Linked DNA regions of Bombyx mori: region 1 is linked to region 2. Evidence: chromatin contacts called from public Hi-C data. All regions are on one chromosome and are shown on one strand. Each heading gives the region's core, a stretch centred on a gene start, on an enhancer-like site or on the middle of the called end of the contact. The rest is flanking DNA. Distances are from core to core; before and after follow the strand shown. Region 1 overlaps LOC101745162 (potassium/sodium hyperpolarization-activated cyclic nucleotide-gated channel 2). Region 2 holds the start of LOC101745308 (dynein intermediate chain 2, ciliary).

What was found. A called contact is a pair of places that touch in the nucleus more often than the background predicts.
Region 1: a Hi-C map of midgut shows a contact between it and region 2, with 2.0 times the contacts expected there. The contact joins the enhancer-like site here to the promoter of LOC101745308 in region 2. A contact is called at or near these places in 4 of 7 Hi-C or Micro-C datasets (middle silk gland, midgut, posterior silk gland and 1 more).

What each region holds. Positions count from the first base shown.
Region 1 is chr19:5,446,151-5,449,741 of ASM3026992v2, forward strand. All of the region lies in intron 2 of LOC101745162 (potassium/sodium hyperpolarization-activated cyclic nucleotide-gated channel 2), which reads left to right. Among protein-coding and RNA genes, the nearest start is that of LOC134200623, 20 kb to the right of the region's middle. Within about 2 kb of position 1,846, at least 8 of the 8 cell types and tissues checked have open chromatin away from gene starts, as enhancers often do.
Region 2 is chr19:5,300,727-5,304,729 of ASM3026992v2, forward strand. LOC101745308 (dynein intermediate chain 2, ciliary) reads right to left here and starts at 2,137. Exons shown (of 17, transcript XM_012696522.4): 1 at 1,937-2,137. The coding sequence starts at 1,951. It overlaps LOC105842595 (a long non-coding RNA gene), which reads left to right. Exons shown (of 5, transcript XR_009975674.1): 2 at 2,077-2,227; 3 at 3,136-3,292.

The DNA.
Region 1 (3,591 bases), core at 596-3,095, 150 kb after region 2:
GTGGCACATATTTAACGACTTCAAAATTTGGCGGCACACAAAAAAAAAAGATAAAAATTATTTACTTCCTACAACACACTGCATAAATAGTTTATCAAAAAAATTTTATATACGAAATAAACTAAAATATATTATACATTTTTTTTGTGGATTTAAATATATATTCATGCTTAAAATATTTTTCTTTTAAAATGATATAATTTAATAATATTAACATTATTATATATTCGCAAAATTTGGCGGCACACTTATGAAATTTGGCGGCACACAAAAGTGCCGCGGAACAGTGGTTGAGAATCACTGATCTATGGTCTCTGATGCAGTACTAAGTAGACCAGTATTTGCTATAAAACAAGGTATATTTTTGAATTATGTTCATATGTTTTAAATTGCGTTAACTGATTATAGTATTTATGGGTTTCCACATTTATACGCCACAAAATGTGATATGCCTTCTATTTATAGTATTTTTATGATAGATGTACTGTTTTATATGCCCACAAAAATTTCATGGATTTTTCCTTTATTTCATTAATGTAGAAAATCTATTAACAAAGTATGTTGATATTCTAAAAGTATATTTTCGATAAAACCAATTTGTAAGAATGACAAATTTTGTCTTGCATACTTTCAATTATTTCCTTATTTTTAACAACTGAGGATGTGTTTGTTTTAATTATTTATTAAATACTCATGAATAGGTAAAGTACCAATTTTTCTAATGAAATACGTACTTAACAAATGTTCACGATTGATTTCCACGGTGAAGGAGAAAAAATTACAATTTGCGTAATTACTGGTGGTAGGACCTCTTGTGAGTCCACTCGGGTAGGTACCACCACCCTGCCTATTTCTGCCGTGAAGCAGTAATGCGTTTCGGTTTGAAGGGTGGGGCAGCCGTTTTAACTATACTGAGACCTTAGAACTTATATCTCAAGGTGGGTGGCGCATTTACGTTGTAGATGTCAATGGGCTCCAATAACCACTTAACACCAGATGGATTGTGAGCACATCCACCAATCTAAACAATAAAAAAAAAATTACTGGCTCCGAGAGTCCTCGACAAGATCGCTTTTATCTTTCCTCTAACAATTAGCTTTCCCATGTTTGACAATCAAACCTGAAACTATTTGTAGAGCAAAAAAGCTTCAAAAATTTCTTTCACGATTCCAATTTCAATGATTCAATCCATAGATGCTCATATTCATATAATTCGAGCTCAGTGCTGGATGAATGCTAAATGTCAAACTGGAGTCTGGAGTACACGGCGCGGCGGGTGTGGGGTGGTAAGCGGTGGGAGTTACAGAGGGGAGCGGGGAGGGCGACGCGGCTACCGGCAGACAGTGCTCGCCCGACCCTTGACCCGTGCGCATGTCCCTCAAAACAACCCTTCAAACAGTTCCCGCACAAGTCGGCTCCGTTACATAATATCCCAACGGGCACAATTAGGACTCGTAGTGTTAAGGCTTATTTCTGTGATCGATAAATTTTGCACGTTTTACACGTTAGTTGAAATATTGGTGTTACGTAAGTCGCCGCCGTCCACGAAGCTTCGCTTGCCACCGCTTATTGTGATATTCGGTTGTGATAGTATAATACGTTTTAGGCTAGCTTTTGCTCGTAGTGTCACAGTTTTTAGACACTGTTGTTGAATTATTAATTGTTAGAAGTACAATTTTAATGTAACGGAGTCTAGTCTTATGCTTACGGGAATTATATCCGGCTGGTTCCGTACTTGTTGAACGCCGTCCTTGACTCTTATCTCCTTTTCTGCTTTTATCCTGTCCTAGTGTCGTCAGCGGGCACTGTGTGGGTGTTTTGCGTGTCTAGTCGGGTGTCGCGAGACTTGTTGATCGCGCGGTGAGAGAATGCGCGTGTAGCGCTCCCGAGAGTGGCTCGTCACGGATTCGCGCGGCTGGTGGCGGCACGCCACGCCATCTGGCGGCTGCGGCGGTCCGGCTCGCAGCCTGCACACGACAACAATGACCACGAACAGACCAACCATCTGTACGTTCCTTCTCTTCTCTTCATTCTTCACTGTCTTGCAAGCTTCTGTCCTCCCATCATACATCTTCATTTGTGTTTCGTGTCTTTCTTCACCGGCCTTTATCGTTACAGAATAATTCTAATAAAATTTTAATTAATTAATCTAAAAGAGTTTTTCGAGAATTCAAACAGTCCGACTCACAAAAAAAGTGAAAGTGGCTTATTTTCGGAACCCGCTAAACAAGTTGAACAAATACCACAGCTAATGTAAAGAGACTGGTGAATCCTATTTCCAATGTCACTCTATCTCGTTAAGTTTGTTTTCCCGTGTATCGCTTGCCACCTGGCCCTCCACTCCCCGCTTTTATATCCAGTCTTCATTTCTTTTCACGTTGGATCTGCCCTGTGTGTTGTCCGCATCGTTGAGTCCAAACAAATGCCCGCTATAATAAAATTTATTCCCACAATTGTTGTTTTATTTTGCGTTGTGAACCCACAGATGTCAAAGTTTTAAAGCTTATTGTGTGTAGTTCATTAATAGTCGATGTTTAGTAATAGCTTTGGTTAGTACATCATTGAATGTTCGCTATGATTAAATGTAAAAGCTGGAAAAACGCGCCTTCGCTTCACTATTGTATAAATAGAGAAAATTAAAGACCAAATGTAATTAGTTAATGTGTTGTGCGAATATTTTAGTACGAATATTAATTTGTAACTAGAATTTCACTGCGTCATTAGGGAATATCAAATTAGTGAAGCAGAAATCATATTGCGGACTTAACCAAATTCAGGTATATTTTGTTATTTGCAAGTAACCAATTCAATTAGCCTTAAATGTTCGATACTTAACCGAAGTGTCGATATCATTCAAAAATAATATTAAGGGAGATAGATTCAATTAATTGGATTTATTTATTTATAATCCTTGAGGCTTAGCGATAATTCTCTGCACAAAATCTTAGTTGGGGGCTTCAGATGCCAAAAAATGTAATCTTCGCTCTTCGCATAGCCTTGACCGATTTCATATTGAGCAAATGTTTTATATCGTTTTTCCTGACGATAAAGACGCATGTGTTCGAAATTCGCAGTCACATACTTAATATTGAAATAAAATTAGGTACATTTGTTTCGTGTTTTGATGTTTTTTTCATGAAACTGTTATTAATTATTTGAAGTTTCAGAGAAATAAACTCTGCTTTCACCCTGTCAATTTAGGTTGAGCAGTATTAAAAGGAACTTCTTTAAAATATTTTTGTCTATTTATTTATTTCATAATTCTATTTAAAATGTAATATAAAATTTTAAATGTAAAACTCAGTTCGTAGTCAGATTAACACTACTTTCCGGGTATAATATCTGACGTTATTTAAATTTGTCAAATTTTTATTTTTAATATACTTTAAATTGAGAACTGAATCAGCCAAATAGCTTGGCTTCCTCTCTAGTGATGTCCCGCTCTGTTACATGAGGCAACTGACTTACAATTTCAAAGTATTATCAGACTAAGTTATCTGTTAAGATTTGTGACCACGAAAACTGTAATACGTTTACTGTAGGTCACCGGTGCTCTACGTGACGTACTGAATTAATTATGTGCATTTCACT
Region 2 (4,003 bases), core at 887-3,386:
CATACATATTTTAATATATTTATATATAAAACTTCATATCATGCTGTTTGTCCGCAATGAACTTCTGAATTAATGAACTGACTTCGATGAAACTCACACTCTCTGTGTAGTTTAAACCCAACTTGAGGGATAGGAATATTTTTATATAAAGTTATTTGTTTAAGACATGACAATTATCATTATCTGTAAAAGAATTACAGATAATTTATTTAAGAGAACATTTTGTTATACACCGCCGCCGCGCCGGTATTAAAAAAATATTTAAATACAGATGAATGTTTGTTCTCTGTGCGTCTGAGCTTTTGATCCCATTTTGATGAAATTTGGTATTATTATAGTTGTGATTGGTGGGAAAGGTTCTTTATTAGTACCTATGTACAATAGATGCCACGTGAGTTCAAGTAATATATGTTTTTCATATAATTAGTACACCACAGCCACAGCGAAGCGCGACCGGATTTCAAGATGTACCTTGTTCTTCTAAGGTCTCAATATAGTTACAACGGCAGCCCCTCCCTTCAAAAAGAAACGCATTACTGCTCCACGGCAGAAATAGGCGGGGTGGTGGTATCTACCAGTGCGGATTCACAAGAGGTCCTTTAATGGAAGGCGTGTGAACTACTCGCCTTAGCAAATGGCTTTAAGAGCTAAATAAGTTGGTATACTTATTCAAATAGAAATACCTATACAAAACATACTTTAATTAAAACAGATGACGTCCCACGCCAAGTACATTTTGTACGCGCATAGTAAATATTTGCTGCACGTCTCTAGGCTCGTGTTCAACACAAATAACATGATAAAATTCTAACATTTTTGTCTCTGTGTATTTAAGGCCAGATATTCTAATATGATAACAGTATCCAATTATTAGAAACAAAACATAATTAATCAGTAGATCGCGAAATGAATTGTAGAAGTTGTTTTCGAAATGTTGCCAAATAGGTATGCCAATTAGCTTATTACTTCACACGGGAGATAATAAAAAAAAATGCGCGAATCATAAATAAATCAAGAAAAATCAGTTAGGTAACTTTTTCTTAGCAACTCAGCTCTGTAGCAGTGGTATTATAAATAGGGTATTATAATTTAAAAAAAAAACATTTATTTTCTGCCTTTACGAGGCATTTCAAAAACGAAAGAGAAAATGTAAAATAAAATTGATCTAATAAACTTGAGATGTCAGTGATGATGACCGAATTTCCACCACTAGGCGAACACTAGATTCAAATCATTTGACGTGTAGAATCTACATGCTATGTACCTACATACATCTCTAGGGAACGCAGGGAGTGGCTTCCAGCGCCATTTGCATTTTAATGCAAGTTCACAAAACACAATAATTACGAAAACTACCTACATACAATGTATTACTACCATATTTCGTTTATTTAGGGTAATAAATTCCCGTTTATATTTCGTAAACAGTCTCTTGGCACCGTTTACATTACTACTTATTTATTATTCATTGGTAGTAATCGACCAGCTAGATTTTACGATCTAAGTCTCTCATAAACTCGATCTGTATCTCTATATTTTAAATAGTAACGTGTTTTGATACCGATTGTTTTTCACCATCCATTATTTTTCTTTGAAAGGGATACTTGTTATCCCAATACAGTTAGAGACTTACACCTCAAGCCCTAAGATGTTTAGTAATTACATTGGTTATTTAAGGGGCAGGTGATAAAAAACACGTTAGCAATGAGAACGAGAATGCTCATCTTTATTTAAAACATGTGTTTGATCGATACTGTGTGTAGTTATATAATTTAAAAAAAATTAAATTGCTTAATCTTAATTCCTATGCTATAAATCCGATCCTAGAAGTAGGTTTTTTTCCTAATAAAAATAGTAATCAGAAAAACATATTAAACTTTAAGAATATTAAGTAAAATTGTAATAGAAATTAGAAAAAAAAACGCGCGATACGTACCTTCTTTGGAGCCATTTCGGCTACCTAAAAACTAAAATCGAACAATACTCAAGTGAATAAAAATATGTTTTATAAATAAACGCTTTTAAAACATCTTCCGACGAATTCGTAAATAATATTTGATTTGTTTTCGTTGATAGACTGGTGCGCGCGCAGATTTGCGTTGCCATGGTTACGGGGTAGGGGTCCGCCCGCAGTCTGGGTTTCTACTTTCGGCTGGAACACCGCAAGGAGGATTTATGTGTCCCTAATAACTAAATTATCCACACAAATACAATTTGATATTGTTCGGTAAGAGTCATGCAACTTTATTTTATGTTTTGCGTCTTAGAGCTATACTTTAAACTCAATTTCATAGTGGTTTCCTTTGTCTAAAAACTGAGGTCTATTTTAATATGGCCGTATAGATCGGTTATTGATGAGGGTGACTGAGATGCGAGATAATTTTAACAGTTTAGAATTGTAAAATGTAACAGTACGTGTTTACTAATTAGCATTTTTGTATATTTATTAAAAGAAGCACTCATTGACACCTGATTCTTATATAAATTGGGTAATGTGTTTCTTTCAATTTTGTATTATAAATTAATAAAACCTTAAAATTAATTATTGTTCGTCTGATGATCGAAACTCGACTAATAAGGTGTGAGCTTATGAGAGAAAAAATATTTTTTACATATATGTATGTATGTATATTTCGATTGATTATATGCATAATATCATATACAGTATTATCGTATGTGGCATTATATTGATGGCACTTTGTACGATTTTGGTTTTCAACTGTTTCCTCCTCCAATCAATTGCTCATTGCTGAGCATCGTGATGCGCCCGTTCTTCAACTGTATAAAGAAAAAAAAACAGATTTTAGGCAATTGTTAAGAATGGATTAGGAGGTGACATTCATTATTTAACTAGTGAAGCTCTAGAAGCTATATATAAATATCATGATATCACTTGATAAAACTACTGCGTGTGCGAATTAACGCGATCGGAGAGACTTAATTGTTTAATAAAATAACTATGAACAATATCATCATCAACAGTCCACAGTTGTCCACTGCTGGACATAGGCCTCTCCCAATCAACACCACTGACCCCGGTCTACGGCTTTCCTCCTCACTTCTTGCCGGCCACCGTTCGTAGGTTATCGCACAAATTTTAATATAATAAATATAAGTGTTCATTTTCGTTTTCAGGCTTGTGCCCTAGACACAAAAAGGAGTCAAGCTGGCGGCCGAAGAGGAAGATCATGGGCTGTTGCTCCCCTTGTTCACGGAACCCGAGGACAGTGGCATTGACAGCGACGACACAGGTCGAAACGCATCGCGGAATCGTCTGCAAGAAGACGCACAGGTCAGTGCTAGCTGATACTATGTTTTACTCCCCCCAGATCGGAAGACAAAGAGACGGATGACCCGTTGCTGTGTAACCATTTAGCAGCATCGCTAATAATCTGATTTGTGCCTGACTTTGATAGCACTGCCCGCATTGTGAACTGTTGTTATATTCCTAATTTTAATGTACACAGACTGCCCCACTCTTCAGACCGAAACACTATTTGCCTAATCGTGCGAGCTCGCACGTTTAGGCAACCCGTTTAAATTTTTTTTTTTTTTTTTTTTTTTTTTTTTTTTTTTTTTTTTTTTTTTTTTTTTATTGCTTAGATTTGTGGACGAGCTCACAGCCCACCTGGTGTTAAGTGGTTACTGGAGCCCATAGACATCTACAACGTAAATGCGCCACACACCTTGAGATATAGTTCTAAGGTCTCAGTATAGTCACAACGGCTGCCCCACCCTTCAAACCGAAACGCATTACTGCTTCACGGCAGAAATAGGCGGGGCGGTGGTACCTACCCGTGCGGACTCTCAAGAGGTCCTACCACCAGTAATTACGCAAATTATAATTTTGCGGGTTTGATTTTTATTGCACGATGTTATTCCTTCACCGTGGAAGTCAATCGTGAACATTTGTTGAGTACGTATTTCATTAGAAAAATTGGTACCCGCCAGCGAGATTCGAACACCAGTGCATCGCTATATACGAATGCGAGATAAATAAAAG